Linked DNA regions of Mus musculus: region 1 is linked to region 2. Evidence: chromatin contacts called from public Hi-C data. All regions are on one chromosome and are shown on one strand. Each heading gives the region's core, a stretch centred on a gene start, on an enhancer-like site or on the middle of the called end of the contact. The rest is flanking DNA. Distances are from core to core; before and after follow the strand shown.

Evidence for each region. A called contact is a pair of places that touch in the nucleus more often than the background predicts.
Region 1: a Hi-C map of cortical neurons shows a contact between it and region 2, with 2.5 times the contacts expected there. The contact joins two enhancer-like sites. A contact is called at or near these places in 19 of 484 Hi-C or Micro-C datasets (the C10 cell line, CD4 T cells, bone marrow-derived dendritic cells and 11 more) and 7 of 115 datasets of contacts at active chromatin or transcription factors (differentiating embryonic stem cells, embryonic basal ganglia, embryonic stem cells and 3 more).

The regions. Positions count from the first base shown.
Region 1 is chr1:60,844,172-60,848,810 of GRCm38.p6, reverse strand. No RefSeq gene overlaps it. Among named protein-coding and RNA genes, the nearest start is that of Gm38137, 17 kb to the left of the region's middle. Within about 2 kb of position 1,775, at least 24 of the 459 cell types and tissues checked have an H3K27ac peak or open chromatin away from gene starts, as enhancers often do. A contact at or near this core is called in cortical neurons, where this site is marked.
Region 2 is chr1:60,579,224-60,583,240 of GRCm38.p6, reverse strand. No RefSeq gene overlaps it. Among named protein-coding and RNA genes, the nearest start is that of Raph1, 14 kb to the right of the region's middle. Within about 2 kb of position 2,045, at least 50 of the 459 cell types and tissues checked have an H3K27ac peak or open chromatin away from gene starts, as enhancers often do. A contact at or near this core is called in cortical neurons, where this site is marked.

The sequences.
Region 1 (4,639 bases), core at 526-3,025, 270 kb before region 2:
GCCTATATAAGCAGCACCAGTTCTGGGCTTGGGTCTCTTTGCCTCTGCAATCAAGCTCTCCTAATAAACGTGTGCGGAAGGATCCTGTTGCAGCATCGTTCCTCCTGGCCAGTCGAGCGCGTGCAAGAAAGTATAAAGAAGTAGAAAAAAACATAACAACAAAACATTATCAAAGATGTTAGAATTGTAGACAAGAACAGTCATTCTTGTTATATTCCAAATGTTCAAGACCGTGAAAGGAACTGTAAACTTGTTAATGAACTATATTTAAAGTGACCCAACTAGAACTTCCTTTGATTAAGTGCCAGAAATTTATGATAAACAGTGGGTTATTGATAAATAAAATAGAATTAGTGAACTTGAAAGCACAGCAATATAACCGATCTCTAACGAAACCAGTATTGGGGGGCGGGGAAAGACAGACAGACAGACAGACAGAAAGACAGAGCACCTAAGACCTTCAAGTGGTTCAATACACACGTTATCGGAGAAACAAAACTCTTGAGGGGAAACAAGGGAGGGGGAGCAAAGAAATATTTCAAGAGACAGCTTAGATTATTTTCTTAATTTGATGAAAGTTATAAACCCACAGATCCCAAATACTCACTCAAGCCAAAGCATAGACAACGTAAGAAAGTTTTACTGAGGTCTGTAACCAAACTATCTACACCCAAGAACTGGTCGAAGCCCTCAGAGGAAGAGATCATGAAGGTGCTCTGCCCCCCTGAGACTGAGGAATGCCCCAGCTCTTCCAGCCCTTCACATGCCCCTGGCTACAGGGGTGCCGCTGGGGTCTGTAAGCCTAGAGAACATTTCCTCACCTCCCAAGCTGAACTCAAAATGTAATCAGAATTTCTAGTGTAATCTATGTATCTTTTTCTTTCTTTGTAAATCTCTATCCTTAATAAGGCAGGTTAACTGGGTAAACTGAAATATCAGATACCAATTTTAAAGAGCTCAGGAAATATATTGAGCTAAATAGATTTTTCTTTAAAAATATCAAAATGAATGTAACAAAATCCATTAAGTAACAAAATATAAAAGTAAGTGGTAAAAAGTATCTGCCCTCATCCCTCTGTGATCACCATGGATCCTCAGTCCTAGCCCTGGCTACAGAGTCCTGACATCTTCACAAGGATTCTTTCTTCTCTCCCCTCTGTTTTTCCTCTGGCAGTCCTAACACTCTGCCCCCATTCTCTCTGACTTTATTCAGTGCCAAAATAAGAAACCTCTAAAGCCATCTCTTCATTTCTTGTTTGGATTGTCATCCTCTTCAAACCCAGATTACTTCTCTAAAATGATTTCCTTTGAACTACAAAGGGTTATAGAATAATTGGAATCTTTTAATGAAATATTCCTAATGAAATGGGTAAACAAGAAAAAATGCTAACTTTACTTATTAGCAAGAAATCAGAGGGTTTGCATTTGCTTAGTTTGGGTTTGGGGACATGAGTGTGTGTGTGTGTGTGTGTGTGTGTCTGTGTGTGCGCACGCACGCACGTTTGTGTGTTAAGTGCAATAACATGGAGACTTTATGTTTTAATAAAGCTGTTTTGTTGCCATGGTTGCAAATTTGCATTAACATGTTCACAAGGAAACCAATGTGTGGTATGAATATTGCTCCCACTTTCACATCTGCCCACGTGCTCCAGACAGGGATTGGATAAACTGGCTTCCAGCCCTGATCTCCTCCACCACCCCCATAGAGTGAGCATTTTTCACAGAAAATCTAGAGTTCTCTAGGATATAAAGTTAGGATTGGCTCCTGTTCCAGACACAAGGTCAAACAAGATTTCTGACGGGCTTGCTTCATGAGGTTCAATCACCCTTCACCCCTTTGGCATGATGCATATGCATGAGATCACTAGGAGACTGTTTATTTAGTATCTAAGCTCTTTACAATGTATTTCAAGATAAATATAATCACTGAAGAAGTTACACAGCTTGAAAATTCTGGCACTAATCTTACAGCAGTTCTTACAAAACAAGTTTGCAAATGATCCTTTCTAGGGGTGGGTGGAAGATTCAAGACAGGGTTTCTCTGTGTAGCCCTGGCTGTCCTGGAGCTTTTGTAGACCACGCTGGCCTTGAACTCAATGCGATCCCCCTGCTTCTGCCTCCCTGATGCTGGGATGAAAGGCTTGTGCAGTGATCTCTTGATGCTTCTGTTTCAGGTAACATATTCTCTATTCTTTATTCCTCTTTCTTGCCTCTTTTTTTTCTTGTAAAGTTCATAACCATCATCCAAACTTGTCTCTCTGAAATTTGAGACCCAAATCTGATCATAGGCATATTTTCTAGTAAGCAGACAGGCAGCAGGCAAACAGAGCAGACTACTGAGCCTCCCGAGCCCCTGCTCAGAGACAATTCCTTAAAGCCGCAATCCTCAAGCCAGGATGGAACTATTAGCTATGATTACACTCAAGCCATGACCATCCCTAACTGGTCTCCGATCCTGTATATCCTTCCCACTTCTCATTGCTGCAAACCCGAGTGATCCTTTAAAAAGCAATTCTGTCCTCCATGAACTTGGGTTGGAAATCTTGCAGCGTGTCCTGTTGTCGACAAGATGGTGTCCAAACTCCTTTTAGAAAGCACCTGAGGTTCTTCAGGTTCTGAATCCCACCTCCTGCTCTGACCTGATATCTCAGTGTCCACCCCGCTCCTCACCTTTGGATCCCTCTCTCTGTGAACTACAATTTCAACTGAGTAGTTTCACGATGTCAGATGACCACAGAACTCTTAAGTCAGTGACCTATATGTTTAAAACTATTTGAATGCTTACTACTGTGTGGCTCTGGTTGAAGAAGAAACAATTCTTGAGTCCTTAGGTTTCCATTTCCTGAGATCTCAAAGTAGTCTCTAATCCATCCTTGCCCGCTGGCTCCCACAGTGGCTGTGAGCCACCCACCACCCACACTCTGCTCTCTGAACAAGATGCTTTTTATGATCTAGAGCAGCACATTCAGGTTGCCAGAGCCACAAGCAGGAGAGTGCAAGGTATGGTCCTGAGTCATAGTCTCCCGTTCCCCTTGGAGCATCTGAGCTGTTCTAGCTCAATATCTTAAAATAAAATAAAATAAAATAAAATAAAACTAAGAACACAATCATGCAGGTGATGAGGTCCACACTGAAATCCCCCTCCCCCCCCCCCCCCCCCCCCCCCCCGTATCTCATAGACCTCAAGTAAGTCATTTGCCATGGTTTTCACAGTCTCATCAAAAACTAGTGAGCTGCTGAGTTTTCTAAGGCGAGTATGTTTCTCCAGCTGGGACACGCCCACAAGACAATTGCTTGGGTGGTGTTTGGCAGTGAAGGCGCCTAAGCCCACACCACATCATACTTTAACAGCAGTCAAGTAAGAAAATTTAGAGAAGCAGAGAGAGCTAGGGTTAGTATTTTAATGGCTTCTAAAGTCAGTATTACATTTACTAAGGCTCAGAATTTATCAAAGAAGATGATCCCCAAAGCACGGGCTCAACTATGCCCTGAGCACACAGGTCAGGTTGCTGTCTGTTTTCAGATGTGTTACAAAGAAACAAAACATATGCCAAGGATTTCTAATGGTTAGAGTTTAGAATTTTAATGCAAAATTTAGGGTTTTATTCTTTTAAATAATGATGAGGGGTTCCAGGTAAACTATAAACTACACCTCACTCGTTCATTGGCATTTCCTTTCTGCTTTCTTGGGTTGGAGGACAATGTTGTGGATTTGATTTAATGCTTGCCTTATGGGTTCCCAAATTACATGAGAATCCCGAGTGTTAGCTGCTAAGGGTCCTTGCCCCAACTGATTCTAATTTGTAAATAAAGTTGCTGGGCAGGGAGATAGAGATGAGACTAGATTTTCTGGACAAGGAAACTAGGAAAAGGATTTGGAATCATCATGCCAGGGTTTGAGAGCCATGGAAGAAGGGTGCCAGCCATGTAAGAGCTTCGGAAGACAGAGTGGATCTGGGTAGCAAAGATTGAATAATTTTAGTAAGCAATAATTCAGGAGTATCAGAGTGTAGGCCTTGGCTACTAGATGAAATTTGAGAGTGGCTCTGCCATTATATTGTTTAAGGCATGTTAAAATAGAAGACTCTGTCTGTCTGTCTGTCTGTCTTTCATTCAATAATCCAGAACATTTTGGCAGGTGGTGGGTTGGTGAGGAATGTTGCAGGGAGATTTGAATAGGGTTAAGTGAATAATGTAACAGGACAAAGCTAAAATCTCTAAGATTCCAAAGAGAAGGCCCAACCGATACCTTTTTTGGCCACCTACATGCTACTTAAACTATTTCTTTAGGACTAAATGTCTCACCCCCCTCCCTGCACACCACTTCAATTTCAGCCATGATGGGCAGTTTTATGGTAACTCAAACCCCTCTTCAGTATCTCACCTGAAGCATCTGCCAAGTGGATTGCTTCATTATTTCTAAATAAAAGCTTTATTGGGTAAACTACACATTCACAGATCTTACTGTTTAAAAGTACTTAACGGAGTGCTTTTACTGTACTTTCAGTATTGAACACTGGTCATTACTGCTTATTCAGAGAGCTGCTGTTTGTTTGTTTGTTGGTTGGTTGGTTGGATGGTTAGTTGGTTGGTATCCTTTGTCAGTTTCCCTTCTTTCAGATACCCACCTTGGGCAACC
Region 2 (4,017 bases), core at 796-3,295:
GAGTCACAGAGCTCACAGTTATTAGTGCCCTAGGGTCTCCTCAGTCCAATTTTACAATTTAGATCCATCATTTTAATAGACATTTTAATCAACTTTTGAATGAGGGTATAAACCTTGCAGTTTTCCAAGAGGAACCTCATAAACAGTGTTCTCTTTCTCGGTTTATGTAGTGGAAGACACCATCTTCAGTGCTTTCAAACAGTGGGATGAAATTTTAAGAGATCGTTACATCCAAAGACAGCTTCTCAGCCTTCAAAACTCTCCACGCCTTCAACTATGTCCTGTTTCTGGCTACAGGGGATTCGGGATAGCTGAAAAAAAAATCACCATTTTGTGGATTTTTTTTTCTGTCTGGTACTTTGTTCCTTCATCCCAGTTACCAGTATCCCTTACTCCCAGTCTCTTATTTTCCATGGAGATTTTAGCTTGATTTCCATTCTCTGTCTCTCTTTGTTTCTCTGTTTTTCTTTCCTTCCTTCCTTCCTTCCTTCCTTCCTTCCTTCCTTCCTTCTTTCCTTCCTCCTTTCTTTCTTCTTTCTTTCTTTCTTTCTTCCTTTCTTTCTTTCACTATAAAGAGCAGAAACCTCAATGATCGTTTAGTCATAAAAGTGTTAATCTTAATCATTCAATAAGAAATCTGGAGAAAGGCCCTTCAGGACCAGAGCAATTATTGCAATGTCAAGGAACCAGCCTGTTCCTCTCTGGTTCCACTATCCTTACCACATTGCCTGTATAGTGCTCATATATAACACATCATATAATGTCACATTGTACATATTAATACATTTATCGAGGCTAGAAGGCAAAAGGTCTTTACCTCTGCTGATTAAAAAAAAAGTAGAATATTTCCCAATTCCTGTCCTTTCTCTCAACAGATATTCTTTAATACTTCTTGGTTTAGAATTGGATTACATAGTACCCTCTGATAGCCAGGGAGTGAAAGTGGCAGCCAACAATGGAATTTTTTGAGATTTCCATTCCAGTTACTGCAGACCTAGAATCCATATTTTTCCTGTCCTCTTGGGAAACAGAACAGTATCAGGAACTCTAGACTCATTCCAGAGCCGTGTTACCTACCTTGTTCTCCCTTCTACCCACCACCTACCCAGGCTGTTCATGGCTATTCCATGATGGCATGGCTGTTATGCTCAGGAGACGCCCCATATGAACAGCTTTCCATTGATTTAACTGAAGTCATCTTCAAAGCACCTGACTTTTGTCAGGTACAGAGTCTGAAGCACTGAGATCCCAAGTCCTCTACGATGAAAAGCTGGACTCCCATGACAGCTTTGGGGGTACAACTCAATGTTCCGTCCCTTAACTGAATTTATTCTTATGTTCCTTGAGTATATCAATGCATGGTAAGACTTCAATAAATGTTTTTATGAATGAATGAAAATATGTACCTGATAGATGTGGCTTTAAATGAGAAGATTGTACAAAACCAAAAATTTAGAGGGAACAATCTATAACTCTTTGTTCTGTGTGGTACTGGGAACACACATTTCTATGTGATAAAAATTCTCACTAATATGTTCTTCAGTTGTCTTCTGTTGCTATGCTGCTTAGAGAAGACTGGAGGATAAAATCCTTCTCTTGTTTCTTGGAGCCTTGGAGAAGAATCAAACACACTTACTCACGTCACACAGAGAGTAATAATCTTTAGTTAGCCACCCTTTCGTGTAGCTCCAGTGTCCCTGATTCTGTGAGCCATGATCTATAGATAGACATGGATAATTGACAGCAAATGCACCTGTCTTCTTGAGAATAACTTTAAGGAACTGCCACCTAACTAAAGAGCCATGATAGTTTAAATGCAGACTGATATTTAGCTAAAGGGCATCGTCTCTTGGAACAATATCTAAAGGAAAACCATTTTGTTACATAAATAAAAAGCATTAAAGTGCCAAAAATTGTTAAGAAAAAAAAAAAAGAAAACCTTTTGCTTAGTAAAAAGGTTTTGCACGCACTCTATGTGATGGCTGTTCAGATGAAGATGCCTAAAGATGCATGCAGAGCTTCTGCACCTTCTCAGTTGTCACGGCGACTGTCAAGAAGCTTTGCAGCATACACATACATATGGTCCTACGCTTCCATGCTATTCTAATTACAACTTCTACTACACAGCCAAAACTGGAGCAGAGGGGCAGAGACTGAGAAAGTCTCCTGAGAAAATGGACGCTCCTCCATCTCCCTTTGTAGGCACGCGAGCATCTAGGAAATGGAAAACAGTAGTTGCGGAGCAAAGGCTATTGCAACAGCTGTAAATGGGCACTGGTAAAGCTTGTGGTACTGTTTTCCCTTGCTCCGTGCTGAATTATTTTAGGAATAAAGACAATCAGAAAGTGCAAGTTAGACAAATGTATGTGAGTAGATTTACTACAAACTGTCTTATATCCTTCTTATAATAAAACTGGTTGTAACTTGGCTGAGTCATATTTTGGAATAAACAGTTTAGCTTTTCCACCAACAGTCACGAATGGAATTTATCCCCACCTTCTCTGTGTGTGTGTGTGTGTCTGTCTGTCTGTCTGTGTCTTTCTTTGTGTCTCTGTCTGCCTATCTCTGTCTCCCTCTGTCTGTCTCTGTCACTCTGTCTCTGTCTTCTCTCTCTGTCTCTCTCTCTGCCTCTGTCTTCTCTCTCTGTCTCTATCTCTGTCTCTGTGTGTGTGTCTCTTTCTCTGTCTGTCTCTGTCTCTCTCTCTCTCTCTGTCTCTGTCTCTCTCTCTCTCTCACTCTCTCGCTCTTTCTCTGAAATAGAGTCTCACATTGTAGCCCAGGCTGTCCTGGACCTCACTACATAGCTCAGACTGGCTTCAAACTAACAGCGATCCACCTGCCTCAGATTTTCCAGTGTTGATATCATAGAAATGAGCCACAACTGGCAACTATTGAAAATGTCTAACTCTATCAACTGACCCAGATTGTAGGTGCTCAAAGCTAACTTTTTAGAGTTTTGTAAGGAAGGGTGGATACTGAGCAATTTGCTGATCAACTCTTTGCCCTTAAGCCTTCAGGCAAAGCATATTTCCTGTTAACTCAGCTAAGTTGTGAAGATTGTTGGTATTTATGCCTTCCTCTTCCGGGTCCATACCCAGAGGCTGAAGTCCCTTTGTGCTTCTTTGCCTCTGGGAGTGTGTCACAAGGAAGAAAGCAGAAGTTTCCTGCAAGATACTTCTCTTCTGGGTTTGTATTTTCAACCTCCTAAACCCACAGAAAAGCCTATGCTGGACTTGGTAGAGGGAAAGGGGAACTGAGCTTGCTTCCAGGGAGGAAGGTGGGTCCATAGAAAGTTAAGAGACTGCAGAGCCCTGCCCTTCTGTGGCTTCCATTTCTCTCTACTGCCTCCCCAGAGACATCTAAGCAATTCTAGCTCACTGAGATGCCTGTCCATAGGCTGCTGTAAAAGCATCGACGTTCTAATGCTGTCACCCTTTATACAACAGCGACCTCCAACCATAAAATTACTTTCATTGCTACTTCATAACTGTAATGTTGCTACTGTTATGCATTATAATGTATATAGCTTGTTTTCTGACAGTCTTAGGCAACCCCTGTGAAAGAACCTCTCTCCTTAAAGCTGTCATGACCCACAGATTGAGAGGAGTCAGGCAGTGAGTACTTCCTGGGAACCCCTCTGGGGCTGATGGTGGAAGGGCAAGTGGCTGTATATGGTTGTGAGCTTGTTTAGCAAGGGAGATAAGGGAAAAGGGAGGAAAACTCCAATGGTGACCAAAGTTGGTTATCTCTGCTCCCAAAGAATGGGGGACTCAGTTAAAATTAAATTAACTCCAAAAACCCAAACAAAGGGAGTTTTGAGTTTGGGGTTTTGCTTTTGTTTGTTTTTTGTTTGTTTGTTTGTTTGTTTTATTCCACACAGGAGAACTGGAGAATTAAGATAGCCAGAACAAATGAATGCAGGTGTTTGAAATCACAGGGAGAGAAGACTTCTTTTCTAGATGAGAAAAAACTTCTCACCAACAACTGAAAGTATTTTCTTTTTTAAAAATCTGGTTG